Regions from separate parts of the Anas platyrhynchos genome. Here region 1 is linked to region 2. Evidence: chromatin contacts called from public Hi-C data. All regions are on one chromosome and are shown on one strand. The core of a region is the stretch at or near the end of the contact, and the rest is flanking DNA. Distances in the headings are between cores, read along the strand shown.

Evidence for each region. A called contact is a pair of places that touch in the nucleus more often than the background predicts.
Region 1: a contact with region 2 is called in a Hi-C map of subcutaneous adipose tissue, with 1.9 times the contacts expected there. The contact joins the enhancer-like site here to the promoter of AKAP5 in region 2. A contact is called at or near these places in 3 of 8 Hi-C or Micro-C datasets (liver, skeletal muscle and subcutaneous adipose tissue).

What each region holds. Positions count from the first base shown.
Region 1 is chr5:7,887,002-7,891,205 of IASCAAS_PekinDuck_T2T, reverse strand. ZBTB1 (zinc finger and BTB domain containing 1) reads right to left here. Exons shown (of 4, transcript XM_038180707.2): 3 at 1,050-1,111. Among named protein-coding and RNA genes, the nearest start is that of HSPA2, 13 kb to the left of the region's middle. Within about 2 kb of position 2,160, at least 4 of the 8 cell types and tissues checked have an H3K27ac peak or open chromatin away from gene starts, as enhancers often do. A contact at or near this core is called in subcutaneous adipose tissue, where this site is marked.
Region 2 is chr5:7,852,826-7,856,784 of IASCAAS_PekinDuck_T2T, reverse strand. AKAP5 (A-kinase anchoring protein 5) reads right to left here and starts at 2,510. Exons shown (of 2, transcript XM_027458023.3): 1 at 2,083-2,510; 2 at 1-869. The coding sequence starts at 247.

The sequences.
Region 1 (4,204 bases), core at 911-3,410, 35 kb before region 2:
GTATATCTATTGCCAAAACCAAAATTAATCTATGATACTCAGAACCCCCTATTTTTAGTCAATGTATTGGTATTTCCACAAACTCATGGTCTTGTGTTCTGTTTTGTTTTCCACGGAGAGACCATCACGTTATTTTTCCTATTAATTTTCTGGGGACTCATAAGCAGATGCCCCTCTGGTAACCATCCCCAGTGTAGTGGGACAGTTACCTAAAAAAGGAGAGAATAGGTATCACTGAGTCACCAACTCGCACTACTTTTATCATTTATTTTTTAAAGCAGTAGGTTCAAATGAACATGTAAGAAAAAGGCAAATTTTTAGCCCTCGCCTTTGCAAACAGAAAAGCTGAAAGGATGATTTTTTAACATAAAAACCTTGTAACAGGGGAGAAAGAAAACAAGCCCAAGGGAAGGTCTGTTTTTTGCATCTTTCATGCTGGCAACAGTACTGCTGCAGAGACCTTGGCAATGCATTGACACTTTGCCTTACAGACAGGTTTGGAAACCAAGGATTTACAGAAAGCCCTGGATTTCCCAGTGGATTTCCGACAGTCCACCCAGCTTCTGGGATTTTGAGACCTTTGAGGAATGCTCGCTTCTCATTCCCTCTCAGGAGTCCTTGGATGTCTGCAGAACCACAAGGCACACTTGTCTGAGATCATCTCATTTACTATATCTATACACACACACACACACCCCAAAATCTCATTGATGCAAATCACAGTAAGTAAAAACAACACCAGCATCAAGACTTAGTCATTGAGAGGGAAGTTCTTAAACAGCTCTGAAAGGGCTCAATTTTTTTTCTCCCACAGGAAACATGAGAAACAGCATTGTTTTTGTGGTTGTAGTTGCAGGAAGATTTACTATAGTTTTAGTATGCCAGAAGGCATAAGAAAGGATTAAACTTTTTTTGTTTGTTTTCTCCGAATGGTAAAAGTTAAAGTTGTATGTTTTAATACACCATGAGACAGATGTGTATTTTAGAAAATGATTATTAATATGGGGCGTAAGACCATAGTGCACAACAGAGGTATCCCTCTGACTTACAAGAAAATCAAAGATACTGGACACTTCTGAAATCCTAGGTTCTCGGGATGAGGCGTGGCAGGCTGGCAATGTGAAACAAAGGGGCAGTTAAAATCTGGTCTTTGTTTGCCCTTCTTATAATTTCAATATGTTCCCTTACACACACTAATCTGAAACTTTAAAAATACATTTTCAACTGCTTTTTAATAGCAAATGTATACAGGAAACAGTTTCTCTAAAAACATGATGCCCAATATTGACTTCAATTAAAAAGACAGAAGACAGTTGAGGACAAAAATGATCCAAAGAAAGATCTGATAGCATCTCTCCTGTAAAGTTGGCAGTGGTCATCCTAGCACACAAGAAGGAACACGGGCTGTTCGTTTCGGGGCTGAACATTTATAGTCATGACAAGCTGACTCCTGAGTCATGCGGTCGGTTGCCCTGTATCAAATTAGGATTTGTCTTTCTTCATGAAAACATAACATCACAATTAGTTCCAGAATTGTAAAGTAACTGTAGAAGTGGCAGAAGACACATAATTTATAAAACTTGTCCTGTTTTTTTTTTTTGGCATCTTACACCTTCAAAAACTCAGCTTACTAACTTGTCTCAAGAGCATACTGCACAGCAATTTTTTTAGGAGGTTTTTTGAAAGTTGGATGATAATGCAGAAAACTGGTTTATAGCCATGAGAACTACAGAAATGTCAGCTTTTAAAAACATGTTCCTAATTTCTGGCCCTCAGCAGACTTTTATAAAGTCAAATTAGTCATGCTCCATCTTTAAGTCAGTGACAAGCTTCAAACCAATTGAGAATATTTGATTTTTAACCCTTTCAGATCGGGAAGCACCTAAAATCCAGAAGCAGGCATGCTGGGGTTTGAACAGATATTGCCAGCACCTCCTTAGCTTTAAAAGGAATTACCCCAATCTCTCAACATCAGACCAAACCGGACAACTGTCTCCTAGTATCACAAGATATAGAAAAGCGTGGCAGCATGAGAGCAGGGTCCAGCTGCAGCCGGAGGGCACAGAGAGCAGGGGAAGGTGGGAGCAGTTCCTGGTGCTGGGCTGGCCAAGGGGCCCAGCTCATTCCTGGCCTCAGGCCCGGGCCAACCGCACTAACCCAGCGCGGAGCGCTACGTCGTCTATTTCAAGAAAGACGAAGAAAGCTCCAGAGCATATTTGAGGGGTGAGCTGAACGCAGGAAGGTTTCCAATTCCTATAAAGAGGGCAGATAGCATAGATGTGTCTCATCTGCATGCAAGAGGCTGGGCTGCCTTTTTTCCTTATCAGGAAATGGGAGATGAATTAAGAGTGCAGCTTCCACGAAGATGCTGGGGGGAGACAGAGACTTAGTTAAGCTCCAGCCACGCTCCGAGTTCTGCCACAGCTCGTGTAAGAAAACGAGCCCCCTCCCAGCCACTCGTTTCTCCCCTCGTGCCACCCCTTCTATTGTGCTCGCACAAGGCTTGAGACAGAGGCGGGGAGGGAAGCGTAATGGGGAACTGGTCCAGCCAAAAAAAAAATCCCCACAGGGAAAAATAAAGTCCATTGTCTACGTAGCTCATTGTTAAGCGACATAGACACATGCTCCACGACAATGGAGAAGGTGGCACACACACAAGGGTATGAGAGCTGACACGAGGTGGGGAAGAAGAAGAGGCCTGCCAGTGCCCAGGCTGGCACTGCCATCAGGAGCTAACTTGTATCCTCAGCAATAGCTGAGATGCTCACAATGTTTTTAGCACTGCTGTGTTCAAATACAGTAGCGTACTCAAAGTATTCGCTTCTCTGTATCTTTTCTTTTCTATTGTATAACAATGTATTTGTTATACATTCTGCAGAACAGCAGTCTTCAGAAGTGTCTTCATCTCTGAATAAAAATATGCTGAATTGTATTTTCTCCATTAACTATGTTAAATAAAGTCCCCTAGTAAAAGTATAAATTCTTACAGTTCTGTGATATTCTAATCTATCCAAATCAAGGTTTCTCCATGGACCTGCTAGCTACAAATATTATTCTACACAAATGTAAATACTCTTTGAATTAACAAGTTGCCAATAAGCATTTACAAGTATTTTACAAGTGTGTATACATATTAAACATCTCCTCTGATATGAATAAGAAGCTTGGCAGCTTCTGTTATATTTTAAAGCTTACCCAAGGTCTTTATGAGTTTCAGTAAATCCCTGAAATCTAAGAGCTACGCTAGCTACTAATAAATTATTTTCAGGATTGCAACCCACCCCACTGCCAAAATGAGGAAAATAACAGAAAAGAGAAAGCCTCTAGAAATAAGAATAGCAAATCACTTTAAAATATAAGACAGAACAACCAGCAAGCCCTTGTTCCTTTCTGGCTATGCTTTGTCTAATGTGATACGCTCACATGTCCACACTCAAGGATCCTTAAGTGCTTTAAGGGTTTAACGCTCTAACACTCCACATAGTTCCTTTGCATCCCCTTCCTGCACCACATTTAAATGACTGAGAAGCACAAATTTGTTAGAGGAAACAGAACTCTAAATGAAGTATTTTTGCTTCCCCTTCACTATCTTTCAAGTAATGGTAAGACTTCTAGGATATTGTAACTGCAATTGTTTTTTTTTCAGGTCTACTTTCATTCTGTCTACACGGTGACTGATTTTTCTCACAGCAGAAGGGCTGAAACACATTGATTCACACTCCTGCGGACATTATCCCATTCGGGGGAGAACACCCCTTTCCCCAGCAGCAAACACCTATAGGAAGGCTTGGCACCTACCCCTTTTCTCTGTTCAGAGCACCTAAGGTCCTCCTGGCACTCCAGACCTTTTCTTCAACAGTCCAATGCTGTTCCTCTGCATACTGTCACGTCACCAAAAGCATTCTCCCCATCTATTTGGGAGCAAGGCTGCTTTGTTTTTGCCTTATTACCTTTGATTTGTTCTCATATACTCCCCAATTACTTTTCAGGCTATTTCAATCGTTCTTTTTCCTCTGCCTGCATACAAGTAGATCTACTCTAAGCTTCCCTGGCACTCCAATTCATGCTCTTTTTGAGCCTTATTCTGGGCATTCATACGTGTGAACTCCAAGGCACTGTTTTTTCCTGTTCTTATGAAACAAAAAGATCAAATTCAATAGGAAAGTTTTAACAAACTTTCCTTTGAAAGGATAGCACAATACCA
Region 2 (3,959 bases), core at 1,261-3,760:
GAGCAGAAACTTTTGCCTCCCCTTTGTCTGTGCCGATGCACTGGCTTTTCTCCTCCGAGGCCGCAGAAGCTCCTTCGCATGCATCCTTCACGGTCAGCCCCTTCTTACAGGACTTCTTCCGCTTCTTGAAGCAGAGCATGGAGGGTTTTTCTGCCTGTTCTTCTGACGGGGAGCACGTTGTCCCTGCGCTCTGGGTCTCCAGCTCTTTTGGGTTCTCCATTTGAATTTCCTTAGCTGCCTTTGCCATATTTGCACCTCTCTTTGTCTGTGCTGTATGATCGGTTTTCTTGGTTAATGCATCAGACACAAGAGCTGCAGGGATGCTCAAAGGGCTTTTTTCCCATACTGTTCTCAAAACAATTGTAGTTGGTTTTTAACAAGCTGATGTGGCAGTGTGCAGAGAGAAATTTTGATAAAGCTATTGCCTCCACTTTATAACTCCCATTTGTCTTCTTACTCACTTTATCACCTCTCCAAGGAGTTCTGGGCAGACTTTAAGAACCAGCTCTCCTTTGCTTCGCTGACCAGAGTCACTCTCACCTCCAGGATAAACCACTTCAGGTTGTGCGTGGTCTAACAATATGACCATGTAACAGACAGTCTGACACTGCTTTTTATTCCCCCAAAGGATGACAAATCAAGCCAAGAGTTAACAATTTTTATTCACCCTGGGAAGAACCGGCGTTGGCTGAGCCACCTGCAATTCACATTGCACAAGGAACTTGCTTGAAGCAACAGTAAAACGGCGGCGGTGCTCTGCCCCCCAGTGACAAGGTCAGCTGCTACTTTGCCTCTGCTTTCTGCTTCAGTTCCCACCGCAGGTTAGGTGAGCTTTGCCTCGAAGTGCAGCCGATGCTTCCATCTCTGATCTGTAACATAACAAAGAAATGTTAAGAACCGCAGGGCAAAAATTAAAGTATTGAAAAGTATTTTTAGCATAATATTTTAGTCTGAGGTGCAGACGAAGGGTGGAAAAGCATTTCTACCTCAGGATGCACCACAGCAGTTTTTTCCACTAATGAGCATCAGCATGCACAGGCAAAATAAAGCCACTATTATGGCAACCCAGTGATGTTCCACCACAGAAAATACTACTTTGCGTGGCAGAAGCAGCTATATTTTTTTAATTGCCCACATTATGGCAAATATATTACACATGCACGCATATATTTTCTTCTCCTACGGTTAGCTAAATCTTTCCCCCACAGCTCCATATGCACTCATAGTTCCAGCTAGGGAAATTACACTCTGAGACAGCAGATATTTTTATCTTTAATGCACCATATGACAATATGCAAAACACAGAATACAAGAAGAAGCTGGTGGAATACAAAAGAGAAATCACATGGCTAGAAGGAAGCATATTTATACTACGTGCATGCCTTCCATGGCAACCTCAATTAACACTGCATGTGTTCATCAAAAGAAAGATGTATGTAACCCTTAAAAAAAAAAAAAAAAAAAAAAAGGCCTCGAACCACCGTCAGAACGCTTTGGGAGGTAAAAACGCATATTGCAGCGAGCAGCCCAACTTCTCGGTGGCTGTCTCGACTACTTGGGGAAATTGTTGAGGAGCGCTTCGCGCCCCGCCGCGGGGAGCGGAACAATTCCCGCGGCCGCTCCCGGCGGCGCCGTCCGGGGCTGTGGCCGCGGCTCCCGGAGCGCTGCCGGGGTCGGGGCCCCGCCGCCGACCCCATCGCGGGCTCCGGGCTCCGGGCTCCGGGCTCCGGCCGGGGCTTTCCCCACCGCGCCGCTTTGCCTCTCCCCGGCTCGTTCCGAAGCGCAAAACGCATCCAGCGGCCAGAAGCACGTGTGAAGGACACCAAACCCGGTGCTCCCGGCACAGCCCGGCTCATCCCGGGAAGTTTTTTTTATTTTATAGGTGGGGGATTTTCAGCGCGGACCGGGAGCCGCCGTGCACCGCCGCATCCCCACCAGCCCCCCCGGTCCCCAAACCCCTCGGAGGGGACGTGAGGATGCTCCTCGGGGCTGCAGCGGCCCCAAGCGGGGGGTCTCCCCCAGGGCCCCCCGCTCCCCGTCCCCGTCGCGGTGCTCGCCCCCCGCCGCCCTCACGCCCCTCACCTGCTGCGCGGCCCGGCCGCGGCTCCTGCGCGGCTCCTGCGCGGCTGCGCTGCCGCCGCCTCCCGCTGCAGCCGCGCCCCCCGGGCCGGCGGGGAGGGCGCTGCCGGCAGCCCCCCGCCCCCCGGCCCCCGCCCCAGCAGCCCCCGACCGGCCCTCGGTACCGGGGATGCTCGGGGGGAGCCGCCTCGCAGCCTCCCCGGGAGCGTGGGGATGGGGAAAAGGGAGCAGCATCCCTCCTCTCACCGGGCAGCCCCCGGATCTCCTGGCAGGCAGCGTCCCTGGCTCTTATGGGAAGCATGCCCTCGTCTTATGGGGACGCATCCCTCCCTCCTGGCATCCTGAGGCTCGCAGGGCAGCAGCCCTCGCCCTCTTCCCCGAGCATCCCTTCTTCCCCTCCCAGGTCGCGCAGAGCATCAGCAGATGCACAAACCGCAAACTACAGCCGAGGCCAAGGTCCTCCCAGCGCCTGAGCTGCGGTTTGCAACTCGGATCCCAAGAGCAGCAAAAGGCTCGGTGGGAGCAGAGCACACCCAGGAGGAAGGGGCTGCTGGCGTTTGCAGAGCAGGTACGTCCTGACAGTGCAGGAAGGAAGAGACTCTTGCTCCTCACAGCTGTTTTTGTCCCACCTGAAACCTTTGCTGGCATCAAGCCCATGCTGTTTGGGTCACTGCGCATTTAGGGCTGGTGGTAAGGGCAGCCAGGTCTAGATTTAGGCCAATCCTTGCCCCAAAATAAGAGATAAGTACCCCTTTCACATGGGCCTTTTTTCTTCATAGCTACTGAGATCTGACTTTAAAAAATTGCATCTCCAGCTGTTACGATTGATGGGAGGGCCCCTGGAAAAAGGACTACCTAGCGCAGTGGAAGAACTACATGAAACCGTAGTTTGAGATGCTTGAATGTCCCCATTCATCTCAACGGGGAGCTTACTGACGCCCACAAATGTTTCAAGGATGTTAACTGCTTCACAGCATGCTTGCACATAAGAAACCAGGCGAGGCAGCATACTTGGAACCTGCAAGTGGCTTCCAGCGTAGGCTAGCCTTAGAAAAATATACATGGCCTCCCCCTTCCCTAGCGTGCTCATAGGAAAAAGGTAGAAGGGGTTCTTTTGGCTGAAATTTCAACCAGTAGGACAGAAGTGTGTATCATGTAACCACAAGGAATTGCCATTTTAAAAGCTCCCCTAAGAGATGTGTTTGCTTGCGTTCACGCAGGATAATAATCTTCATTTGGAAACGGCTCCTCTCCACGGGGTGCACAGTGGGTTCTAATTACAATACACTTCTGCGTTAAAGCTGAGCAAGGCCCCTCAGCGCGAGGATATTTCCCCTGGTTCCAGGCGGAGGCAGGCAGCGGTAATGAGGATTGCTAACGTGCGTGCGCTACCTCCAGGGTGGTTTGAAGGAGGCAGGTTCTAATCAATCCCCTTTGAAACCACCTCACACAAAATTCAATTATTCCTGTCGTTTCAGGGGAAGATGGTAGCACTGAAGGGTATGAGACAAGGGTAATGGATAACAGGTTCAGCAGCAAAAGCAGAGGATCTGCTCAGATGATGGGTAAGCTTTCATGCTTGAAAGAACCTAGCCCCTCCGTAGGCTCTGAGGGTCTTTCTGGTACACACCAACGATGTGCAGCAACCCAGCCAAGTAACACCTTGTTTTGTCCTCATTGCTAGTCAAAAAATCTGTATTGTTTCTTAGATGAAGTGATGCAAGACTCTTATTACAGCACAGCTAGGGGAATGGATGGCCATAACACCAGCTAAGGGCTCTGGGCCCACAGATAGCCTACAGAAAACAAATTTGTACATAATTAGTTTTTTCTCTAGGCAACAGGAAGGGAAGACAACCTTTCAACATTCAGTTAAGAAA